Linked DNA regions of Zea mays: region 1 is linked to region 2. A link is a contact called in public Hi-C data. All regions are on one chromosome and are shown on one strand. The core of a region is the stretch at or near the end of the contact, and the rest is flanking DNA. Distances in the headings are between cores, read along the strand shown.

What was found. A called contact is a pair of places that touch in the nucleus more often than the background predicts.
Region 1: a Hi-C map of ear shows a contact between it and region 2, with 5 times the contacts expected there. The contact joins the promoter of LOC100384040 here to the promoter of LOC100282242 in region 2. A contact is called at or near these places in 3 of 25 Hi-C or Micro-C datasets (ear, leaf and tassel).

What each region holds. Positions count from the first base shown.
Region 1 is chr5:59,812,144-59,818,045 of Zm-B73-REFERENCE-NAM-5.0, reverse strand. LOC100384040 (3-phosphoinositide-dependent protein kinase-1) reads right to left here and starts at 2,009. Exons shown (of 7, transcript NM_001176648.1): 1 at 1,885-2,009; 2 at 1,649-1,731; 3 at 1,081-1,245; 4 at 771-848; 5 at 398-677; 6 at 1-54. The coding sequence starts at 1,704.
Region 2 is chr5:59,318,844-59,324,100 of Zm-B73-REFERENCE-NAM-5.0, reverse strand. It overlaps LOC100282242, which reads left to right and starts at 2,009. Exons shown (of 5, transcript NM_001155154.1): 1 at 2,009-2,257; 2 at 2,496-2,568; 3 at 2,681-2,773; 4 at 4,224-4,307; 5 at 4,810-5,257. The coding sequence starts at 2,112. The coding sequence ends at 4,965.

The DNA.
Region 1 (5,902 bases), core at 760-3,259, 490 kb before region 2:
GGACAGTTTTTTATTTGCAGCTAATTGCACTGCATGAAGCTTTTTTAGTAGGTCCTGTAGAAAGAAAGAAAAAAAATGTCTTGATGAAAAAAGAATGCAACAGTAAAACCTCTAAAGAAAATAAAGAATGACGGGAATTCAAAACAAATTGCTTTGGAAATATGAAGAGCCCTAGTTTAGCATGGAACTATAGAAGTTATTCGGAAATGAGAAGCATACTGTAGTGGGAATTAATTCATACAAGAAATAGTTTTGGGAACATAAGAATCCTACTTTAGCATGAAAATTATCTGGACCTATAAGATCCCACGCTGGAAGACCTATGTTAGCATAATGGAACACTCAGATTCTTATGCTGTAGTAGAATTATTAAGTAGCGTTTACAAAAAAAAAAAACCTGCCGGCTTTGCTCAGTTAGATGAGCCTTTTCTGCCCATGAGATAGCAGTTTCACTATCTTGAGAGACAATACAGAGGAATGTTACTGTATACAATTCTGCCACCTCAAAATACTGGCCAGTTGACATAATAGATTTAACGACAAAACCATTTGAAGTGCTGTCATTTCCTCCATCAAAAACATAAACCTCATCATCCGTATATCTCCAATTGGCAAGGTACTCCTCAAAGATTGGTCTGAGGTCAGATATAGATCCTTCTGCCATTTGAATGGTAGCTCTATGAGGAGAAATATAGCAGTCATTGATACAGAAAATTGATGGATACATTTCAGGTAGTACTAAGTATATGGGACTTATGAGTAGCAATTACCCTGTAAGGAAAACTCTAGCAGGCACTGATGGCACTGAACCAAACATCATCTTAAGCTGAGCAAACATCTCAGAGGCCCTGGAATATTTAGCGTAGTGTGTTATGATAAAGACTTAAACACGAGCTCTGCGTATGTTCAGCACAGAGCTACATCATCAGTACGCAGGGATCCGATGCTTTCCATTTGGCAAATCTAGGCACTAATTTCGTCACCAGCAGTTTGTCTCGTTACAGCAGATAGCAATATACCAAATCTGGTTCCGGCAGGATGTATAGGTACAAAAAAAAACAGAAATCGAGAAGGATTTACCTCCTGAGTTCTTTTAGTGCCTGCACAAGCACCATCCCAGCCGATTCAAGCATCTCCAGGAGCTCATCCTGGTCGCTAGCGCTCTCCAAAGAAGCCATGTGTATTTCATCGGCGACGGATAAAGCAGTCAACACCGCCTGGTCAAATGATCCACTGACTAGATAGCTGAAACATGAGGATGGCAACAGGGTAAGGAAACAGCTGACCGCACTTCTTACTTTTCAGATAAAATATGGCCTTGCATATTCAGGTATGCAACGGAAAGCACTGTAAACAATGGCAGGCACTCCGCAACTCCATCGCTCATCAGCAGGCAGGAAAAGTAGGCTATAAAAAATTCGGCAATCATGACAGTCATATCAAATGATGAGAATATGCTTCTGTGGCTTCCACTCCTCTTGCAGTTCCAAACCGGATAAAGCAAGATGATCGGAACAGATTTGTACTCAGGACAACGTAGTTCGATTGCACAACCAGTGCTCGTCAACTAGTAATAGCCAATAAGCAAGGGCAGGGAACAAGCTACCCTAAGTAAAGGACGGGGAAGAAGGGAAGCGGAGAATCTTACTACTCGGCATCGTCGATACGCTTCCAGAGAGGCGATTCCTGGGCAGAGGTCCCCATGGTTCGAGGAGCAGGGCACGGACGGATCTAGTAGAAGGACATGGGTGTACACATGGACACCCAATAATTTTCGCAAATAGTTAGAAAGTTACTAGGCATCGAACAGCCAAATAGCTTGAGGTGGGTGGGGAACTCGGCGTCGCACAGCAGCAGGGAAGAGAAGGGGGTGGGAGGGAATACCTGCTGTCTGGGATCTCTTTGATCGGCGAAGGCCTCGGCACCTGGTGTAGGATGGCGGGCGTGTCTCGATCTGGGCCGAGAAACTGTCGGCGGCGCGAGCCAGGCGGCGGCGGACGAGAGGGATGCGAGGAGGACGGGAACGAGGTCACTGCTGAGCGGTGGGAAAATTCGCTGATGAATGTCATCTTAGGCCCTGTTCGTTTTTATCAAATCCATGGGATTGAGAGGGATTGAATCCCCTACAAGTCAAAATCCCCCTCAATCCACTCCAATCCCCCTCGATCCCCATGGATTAGGGATGAAACGAACAAAGCCTTAGGGTGTTTGGAATTTTGGAATTGAAGTTTTTTCACAGTTTTGGAAGTTATATACAGAATAGTGTTTGACAAGCTGACTAAAATCTCTGTTTTCAAAACTGAAGTATTGCAAATACTATAGTTGTTTTAAGATATTTTAAACTTAAATCTGGACCTCAGTTTTCAAAATTGTGATATTGTAAACTACGGTATTGTCATGACTAAAGTATACTGTAGTATTTAAAAAACTGTGGTTTTTAAAAATTTTATTCCCAAACAAGACCTTAACTTGACCATGTAAAAAAGATCAATCGCTAACAAAACATAGAAAATATCCCTGCTAATACTCTCAGTTTTTTTATTTAACACCAGTAGTACAAACTAAAAGTATTCAAAATACTTATCGCTAGTAGTATAAAGTAAAACATCTTTCCTTTTTTACCCTCTTATACTCCCCGCTCAGATTTGAGAATTACTCCAGATGAGCACGTTTGTGCAGCCAACACCTGCTAGAATTAGGGATAATTTAGTCTGGCTTCGGTTATATTAATTTGTGCTAACTGATCGGAAACGTTAAATAAAAGAAAACGGATGGAGTACAATTCTTCCTGAATTGTAACACCTTGTCTAATGGGTCATGTTTCTTTTTGTTTTTAATCTAAAATTAAATTAAGGAATGACTAGATGATCATTTAACACTGTATAATTTAATACTACCTCTATTGTTAAATATTTATCGTCCGCTAGTTTATTTTTAAACTAAACGACGACAAATAAAAAAATGAAGAGAGTAGTGAATGTCGTGCCCCTGCACATGATATATCAAATTCAATTATGAAATCTTAATTTGGATTTAAGTATTGTGTCTATGTAAGTGTAATTTGAGCAGGAAATGATTAATAAGTGGAAGCATGTATGCATGAGATTTGACTGTGTAATGCTAATGAAATGTAATATGTAGGATTGTAAAAGTGAACATAAATAAGCTTATAGTAAAACACAATAACCAGTTATTAGAGCACTCAAGAGACTCTCTGTATTTTTCTTAATCTATATAAATAGAGTTTTTTAATTTAAAAAACACCCCACAACAACTTATCTAAATAGTTATTCAAATATAGCCATCTCTTATTTGGATTTTCTCGCTAGCCAAATATAGAAAACGTGAATGACTCTTTAAAGTGTAAGCAATATATAGAAAGATTGTTGGAGATTGAAAATATATATAAAGTGATTTTTATTCAAATGACTCATTAAATGAAATTTAGCGAGTAAAATTTAGTAGACTCTTGAAGACGATCTTAGTTGGACATGTTTTTCAACGTCATTGCGTCTATCATCATATAAGTACGTTTTTAGCGTGTCTATTTATTTTGGTAGCTCAAGATGTTGACATGTACACATGCAAAAGGGATCGTTTGTGCAACAGATATCTTGGAGACATAGTTGATATTAGGGATGATAATGAGGAATTTATGTCGGGGAATAGCTCTCCATTCCTGTCCCCATTCTAAGGAAAATGAACCTCAGCCCATTTAACTAAATAATTTTGGTGTTTGATGATCAATATAATCTGTGGACTAATGTATTTGTTAGTGTTTGTATTTGTAGTTCACATGACGCTAAAGTGACTTGGACTAAGGCATTGAAGAAGCAACACCTCAAAAAAGACATTATGAAGACCATAAGTGAAGATCAACAATTATTAAGCAAAGTCCAAGACATGAAGAAAGTGTAACCACCGGCGGACCATCCGACTGAGAGCACCGAACTGTTCGGTGGCACACCGGACTGTCTGGTGCCACGTGCTGGACTATCCGGTGCACCAGTGAACAGGAACCTAACGACTAGTTTCTAGTAACACTATGGAGGAGAGCCACCGGACTGTCTAGTGCAAGGCTAACGCGTTGAAACGATCACTTGAAACGATCATATCCAGCGACTAGTGGAGCACCAAACTGTTCGGTGTGTCGCAGAGAAGCAGCAGCTTTTCTCCAACAGCTAGTTTCGAGTTGGGACATATATGTACTTCAACCAACCGACCATTTTATAAACCCTGAATAATGCTTAAGAAGTTTTAACTAGTTCTTTATTATTTTGAGAATAATAATAAAGTCTATTTGAACCCGTGTTTTATTTTGAGGCATGTTTCTTATAAAAAAGGCTAAATAAAAGCGTTAATTCACGCATCATGCTGGAGTTATTGTTTGTGCATTATATTTGGATTTGTGATTCAAACTTTACTAAATCTAAATTAGAAAATGTATAATGGGTGAATAAATAAATAGACTCATTTATATATGAAGATAAAACTTTGCATCACGATCAAGAGTGGCTCAGACCCTCAGTGTGCCCTCACTTACTCACCTTGGAAGTGTTTAAGGGTCCGATCGACCCGAGGCGACAAAGGGAACACATCTTGTGGGTAAAGATGTGCAACTTCTGCAGAGTGTAAAACTGGTATATTAGTTGTGCTGGCTCGGACCCTCACATGAGTATTCTATGGAATTAAACTTAACATGTCATTTGTATTGCACTGTGGGATTCATTATCAATTGTCTCTCACCATGGCAAGGATGGGGAGGGGAGGCCGAGCAGCGCAGGGGGCCGGGCCGAGCCGGGGGGGCACCACCGCCATAGGGGGGAGGGGTGTCGTCGCCGGGGAAGCGAGAGAGGGAAGTGAGAGAGGGGCTACACATGCGGGAGAGAAAAAAACGAAGAACTTTATGTGCAACAATGGTGGAGGGCTCACCAGAGAAGTCGGAGTTCGCCGGAGTTGCAACTGTCCTGAACTTCGGCGAGCAATTCCGGGAGTTGCGGATCTAAACTGGGGAAACAATTTCAAAATTTGGAAAGGGCTCGATGAGAGGGTTCTAGCCATATATATATATATATTGCTAGGGTTTGAAGATATTTTATTTTTCATAATTATCCCATTTTTAAAATAAAAAAATAATTCCAGAAAAGGCTAGAATCGTTTTTAATATCCGAAAAATATCTCGAAGGCTCCAAAAATTCTAGGATACTTCCTAGACATGATTTGGCACCCATTGAACTCAAAAAACATATCTAGAACTTTTGAAAATGTTTTTAAGTACCTCAAATAAATAGATTTTGAATTTCGTAAAATAGAAAAATATTCACAAAATTGTGAAAATTTATCGGAAACTTCTACAAGGCATATTAACATGTTTCAAACACTTCTTGCACTTAGAAACACTGTGAAACAGCATGAATGCAATAACCAAGACACTTCTAGGGCTCCCGCCGACATAGAACAAAATAATTCCCTATTGTTTTAATAAAGGGAAAAGAAAAGTAAAGAAAGGAAAGAGTAACACCTGAATTTTGAGTACAGAGCAAAGAAATTTTTATAGCTCAAAATTCAAGGTGTTACATACCTATCCCCCTAAAAAGAAACTTGCCCCGAGATTCAAGGTTGGCTAGCAAAGAGTTCAGGAAACATGGCTTTCAGATCATATTCGCGTTCCCAGGTTGCTTCTTCCTCAGAGTGGTGAACCCATCTGACTTTTCACATTCTGGTGGTATTTCTCCAGGTGACTCTGTCTACAGTCTCTAGAAGCTACGTTGGCTTGTCCACATATGTCAGGTCTTCTTGGACTTCCAGTCCTTCCACTGACAATTGCTCCTCTGGTACTCGTAAGAACTTCTTCAGCTAAGACATGAAAAACATCATGCACCGCTGACAGATCTTTTGGTAA
Region 2 (5,257 bases), core at 760-3,259:
CTAGGTATATCAAACATATGCAATGCCAATGTTTATGATGCCATGCTCAAGTTTTAGTTACAGTAACACCAGGGGTGTTACAGCGCCTATCTGGGATCTAGTTACTTGCTGGTCGCCTGGTCTGGTCACTGGTGCCCCCTGCTGGCTACTTGGACATCTAAAATTGTGTTCTGTTTTTATTCTCCTCCCATTCTTGCCCTCAATCTAACCTGTCCGGTTGTCCGACTGTCTCTAGTACTCGGCTACTCCTTGGCTGCTCCTTGCTTGCTGGTCGCTCTGCTCGGCTGCTCCTCGGCTCCGTTCTGTCGTCTCTAGTGCTCTGGCTTGAAAAGGTGTGTTTAATCTCTCGCCCTTTAATTCTTGTAATCGTCTGGACAGTTAGATGTACGTTTAATTCCATTTTTGTTGCCTTGAACCTTATAGCCGTTGAGGTAGCCGGAGGCGACTGTTTATTGTAGTCGTCGAGCTCGTGGTCGCAGTGAAGGTCATGGACCTTGACGTGGCTGCAGAGGAGGAGTGTCGGCTTGAGGACCATAATGAGGCTGAGGATGCTAGGTTCTTCATTGGTTTGGGTGAGACCCATGTAGATCCTATTGAGATCGATATTATCGTCGGCTCTAGAATAGGGACTGGCACAGGCTCCACGAGCCCGCTAGAGTTAGTCCCTGATTCTGATGCTGGTGGTAGCAACTCAAACTCGAAGAAAAGATCCAAGTGCTGGAATGACTTTGATGAATTAACTAAGATTGTGAATGGTAAGAAAGTCAGGTATGTTGCTTGTTGCGATTTCTGTAAGCAAACGCTTACTGCTCGATCTACTTCTGGTACTGGACATTTGCTTCGGCATAATTCCCTGCTAAGAAAGCACATGAACGCTCTGGGCAAGTCTAATCTGTGCTTAAGTACAATGTTGATGGTACTTTGCAATGTTGGGAATACTCTACTTCTATTGCTAGGACTGAACTGTGTCATTTGATTGCTAGGGATGACCTTCCTTTATGACATGGCTCTACACTCAAGCTATCTCTACTGTTGCATCTACCTCTGAGTTGGCTTCCTACTTAGACAGTGATACTATCACTGAGTTTGATGAGGACTTCATGTCCTTTCTTGGTGGCATCAGCATAAGTTAACGTATCCTATTCTTTCACTACTAGCTAAAGATGCCTTGGCAGTGCCAACATCAACTATTTTCTCATAGTCTACCTTTAGTCTTGCTGGCAGGGTGATTGAAGAGTGTCGACGTCGTCTAGCTTCTGATATGGTAGAGATATTATCCTGCATCAAAGATTGAGAACTTGTTGATGCTCACCTGCAACACAGTGTGGAGGAAGACACACAAGAACTTGAAGCTGAGCGCGATAACCTATGGCTTGATGACCCAGCAACACAATCAGCTAGGGATGATGAAAATGCTTAGTCTTGTAACCTACTAGTCTTACGTCTTATGAGTTGTATTGAACTAATGATCTGTATACTATAATGGACTATAAAGAGCTTATAAACTTAGGAGTTGAGGTGCACTCTTTTTTCCTTTTTAGGATTTTCTCATGAGGTATGAGTTTTTACCTAAGAAGATTTTTAATGAGACGGCCATTACACTAACAGCTCCTAATAATCATTTCATATATGTGTTTGTGTAATATCCTGTGAACTAATTGTAATATCCTGTTATCATTTCATATTTGTATTAATCTGGTATTATCTTGTGAATTGACAAATGAATTCTGTTGTCTTAATATCTGTATATAATATGTTATTATGTCTAATGAATTTTGTTAAATATATGTATTTATGTTCTGCTCTAGTGTTGGTTCGGGTCAGTGGCTGGCCTGCTACGTTCAGGCCCACCGGACGGTCGGGTCGGCCCGATACTATTTATCTCTGTGCGTGCCGGGCTTAGGCATGTTCCTGGGCATGTAGGCCAGCACGATACGGCCTAGAGCATCATTGGGTCATGTCTAGCTTGACATTATTTATAGTTAGGCGAAACGGGTTTGGACCGGGTCTATGCCGGTGGCTGTTTGGACATCTGTTGACACACCCCACCCCGTTGCCAAGCGGCGCCAAACCAACGAGAGCACCCGGACCAGACGCCCAAGTCGATCGCCATGGCGATGAAGCCGGCGGCGGCGGCTCCCCCTACCCCGGCCGCGGCGCACAGCGTGTTCGTCTACGGCAGCCTGATGGCGGACGAGGTGGTCCGCACCATCCTCAAGCGCGTCCCGCCCGCCGCCCCGGCCCTCCTCCCAAACTAGTACGCCCGCTCGCCCCTCCATCCCTCCGCCTCCCCCCCGTCTTGGTGGTGGCCCTCGGTTCCCTGGGGGCGTCGCTTTCGTTTCCGTGTCGTCGTAGTTCGCTGTCGCAGTGCCGTGTGCACGCACGCTAACGAGAGGGATTTACGGTTTATATACTTATGTGCTTACTTCTGCAGTTCTGCTTGCAACCTGTAACTTCAGTTTTATTTGCTACGGTCATTTCTGTTTGTTTTGCAGCCACCGGTTCAACATCAAGGGCCGCATTTACCCGGCGATCCTGCCCGTTGAGAGCAAGAGAGTTGCTGGGAGGGTCTGTTGTTGATTACTCTTACTGTCACATGCTACGAGTGTTCGAGTCCAATCCTGATTTGCTTCTCTGTTTGCATTTATTTTACCACTACCTTAAATAACTGGTTCTGCAGGTTATCATGGGTGTTACTGATGAAGAGCTCCAGCTTCTTGACGCGTTTGAAGACGTGGAGTACACGAGGACAAGAGTTGAGATATCATTGGCTGTAAGTGCATCTGGCATTTTGGCCATTATTATATACAAGCAAATATTTCGGTGATTAGTGAAGCAAATGAAACTAACTACTCTAGTAGTGATCCAGTTGTTTCCATACTGCCTAACCGACATGATACAACATCATCAGTGTCGCTGTTTCTGCTCTAGAGCATCTCCATCAATACCTCAAACTGATATCTTAAATTGAAATATAGGGCCGCTCTACACAGTAAAAACTGAATATCTGGTACTTTCAACTTTATGATTGTATTCCAGGCAGAGCACAACATCCTTATGCATCCATTTCACATGTTAGGTGTAGCTGGTGTATTCGGCGGTTCCCTATTCAGTGCTATGCATGGTTCCTTGGTAACCTCTAGTTTGATCAGGGAAACCACTGAAAATGAGTCTGCTAATGAGGGTTACAAATTTGGTCAGGAAGAAGGCAAAGTATCCGATGCACATAGACTACTTATGCACATATGCACACATAAAATCCAGACCCTCCATCTAGAATCCAACGGCACCTGACTTTTGCAAAAAGAACCTCCCGCAACAGCTGCCAACGGTTGTTGCAAAAAGAACCTCCCGCAAAACCTGTTGGAGTACCGTTCGATTCAATATGTACGATCTCGATGTTATGTGTGCACATGTGCATTTCTTGGCTATGTGCATTCGATACTTTGCGCAGGAAGAATGTCTCATTTTATAAAATTTGGTCAAAAAATTATAGGGAATCGTCTCAAATGCATCAAATATACTAATCGTAGTGGGCTGTCCTATAATCTAGATTTGATGCTTTATTGTTGGAGCAGAAGTTTTTGTTGGTGCCCTAAATTCTATAAAATATACTCATTTTTAAATTATAGAGCATTTTTATGGGTCACACTTTTAGAGATGCTCTTGGGGGATGTTTGGTTAGCCTGGCTAAATTTTAGTTTGTGTCACATTAAATATTTGAATATCAATTATGAGTATTAAATATAGGTTTAATAAATTCGTCTCGTCTTTTAGTTTTTATTTGTAATTAATTTTATAATTAAACTATATTTAAACCCGTAATTATCATTCACACATTTTATGTGAGAGACTAAACTTTTGTGTGGAACCAGACACCCTCTTAGTCTTCTTCCCTGGAGTAGCAACTACAGTAGCATCTCTTAATGCGCCATTTCTTTCAAGCAACTACATTAGCATCTCTTGAGGCGCCATTTTTTTCATTACGAGATCCCATTCTCTATATGGTGTCGGATATCGGGTCGGTTATGAACGCCTTGTTCTCTACAAATTCTGCACGAATAATCATGCTTCCCTCTTCTGTCCATCCTTGGAATACCATCGTGGATCATTTTATAACTGGGAAGCCATCGTTCATTGTGTTTGTTTGCTGTTTTGCCCTGAATAGTGGCACTTCTTGCAGTCCGTTATTTCTCATCTAGAGATGTTGTTTTGCGTTGTAGGACTCTTCCGAGAACATGCTGGCTGACACTTACGTGTGGAGTGATGCAGAGGATCTCAATCTTTATGGAGAATGGGACTTTGAGGTGATATGACTTGTTTCCTGCAGTCCTGGGGTGTTAATGCTATGTGATTATCATGCTACGTGGATCATATCAAAATGATGAACTCTATCAGCTACTGCCGTCCTCGGGATCTAAAATTCTGTTGCAACCACGCACAATGAATGTAGTGATTTTCTCGCATATATAATACTCCCTTTGTCCCAAAATATAATTCGTTTTAGACTAAACACACATTTATTAATTAATCTACGGATGTAGTTTGTACTGCATTTATTGTCATTCGGATGATGAATGTGAGGACTAGAAAGAACTATATTTTAGAACGGAGGGAGTGGAGGGAGTACTGAAAACAGAGGCCTATTTCTGGCGACAACTCTTTATCAATACAGTAGTCCATGCCCCCATCTATCTGTTTCCATTACACCCATAGCCCAGAATGTGCTTATGTGCCCAAAATGTGGTAGGAGTATGTACAAATGTGACCTTGTGCTTTCTAACTACAAAGTTTATCTCCTCTCCACAGGAGTGGAAGAAACTGCACATGAAGGATTTCCTTGCGATGACGAACGGTTTCATGCACGAGCTCGAGCAGCCTGAATCGAAGACCCGGGTGGAGACCTACCAGGAATTCATGCAACAACAGGAACAGCCTGCGCCGGGGACCCAGGTGGAGGGTTGAGAGCTGCAATCCGCTGGCTGCTGATCTACATCTAGTCAATTCCCATGGAGGAATTGCATTGGCATTGGACTGTACCGTATCTAATAGGTCACCTATATCATTTGTGAAGATCAGGATTATCCGGTCTATAATAACTAAACATACAAATAAAATGTCCACCGAGGTTTCTGTTGATTCTTTATGTCATTGTTGACCCCATGGCTGCTGCTCAACTGCTGATGCGCGGTCTCTATAATTTGTGAAAGAAGATAGTGATTAACTTACATAATGCAATAGTTAAGTACATGTATAT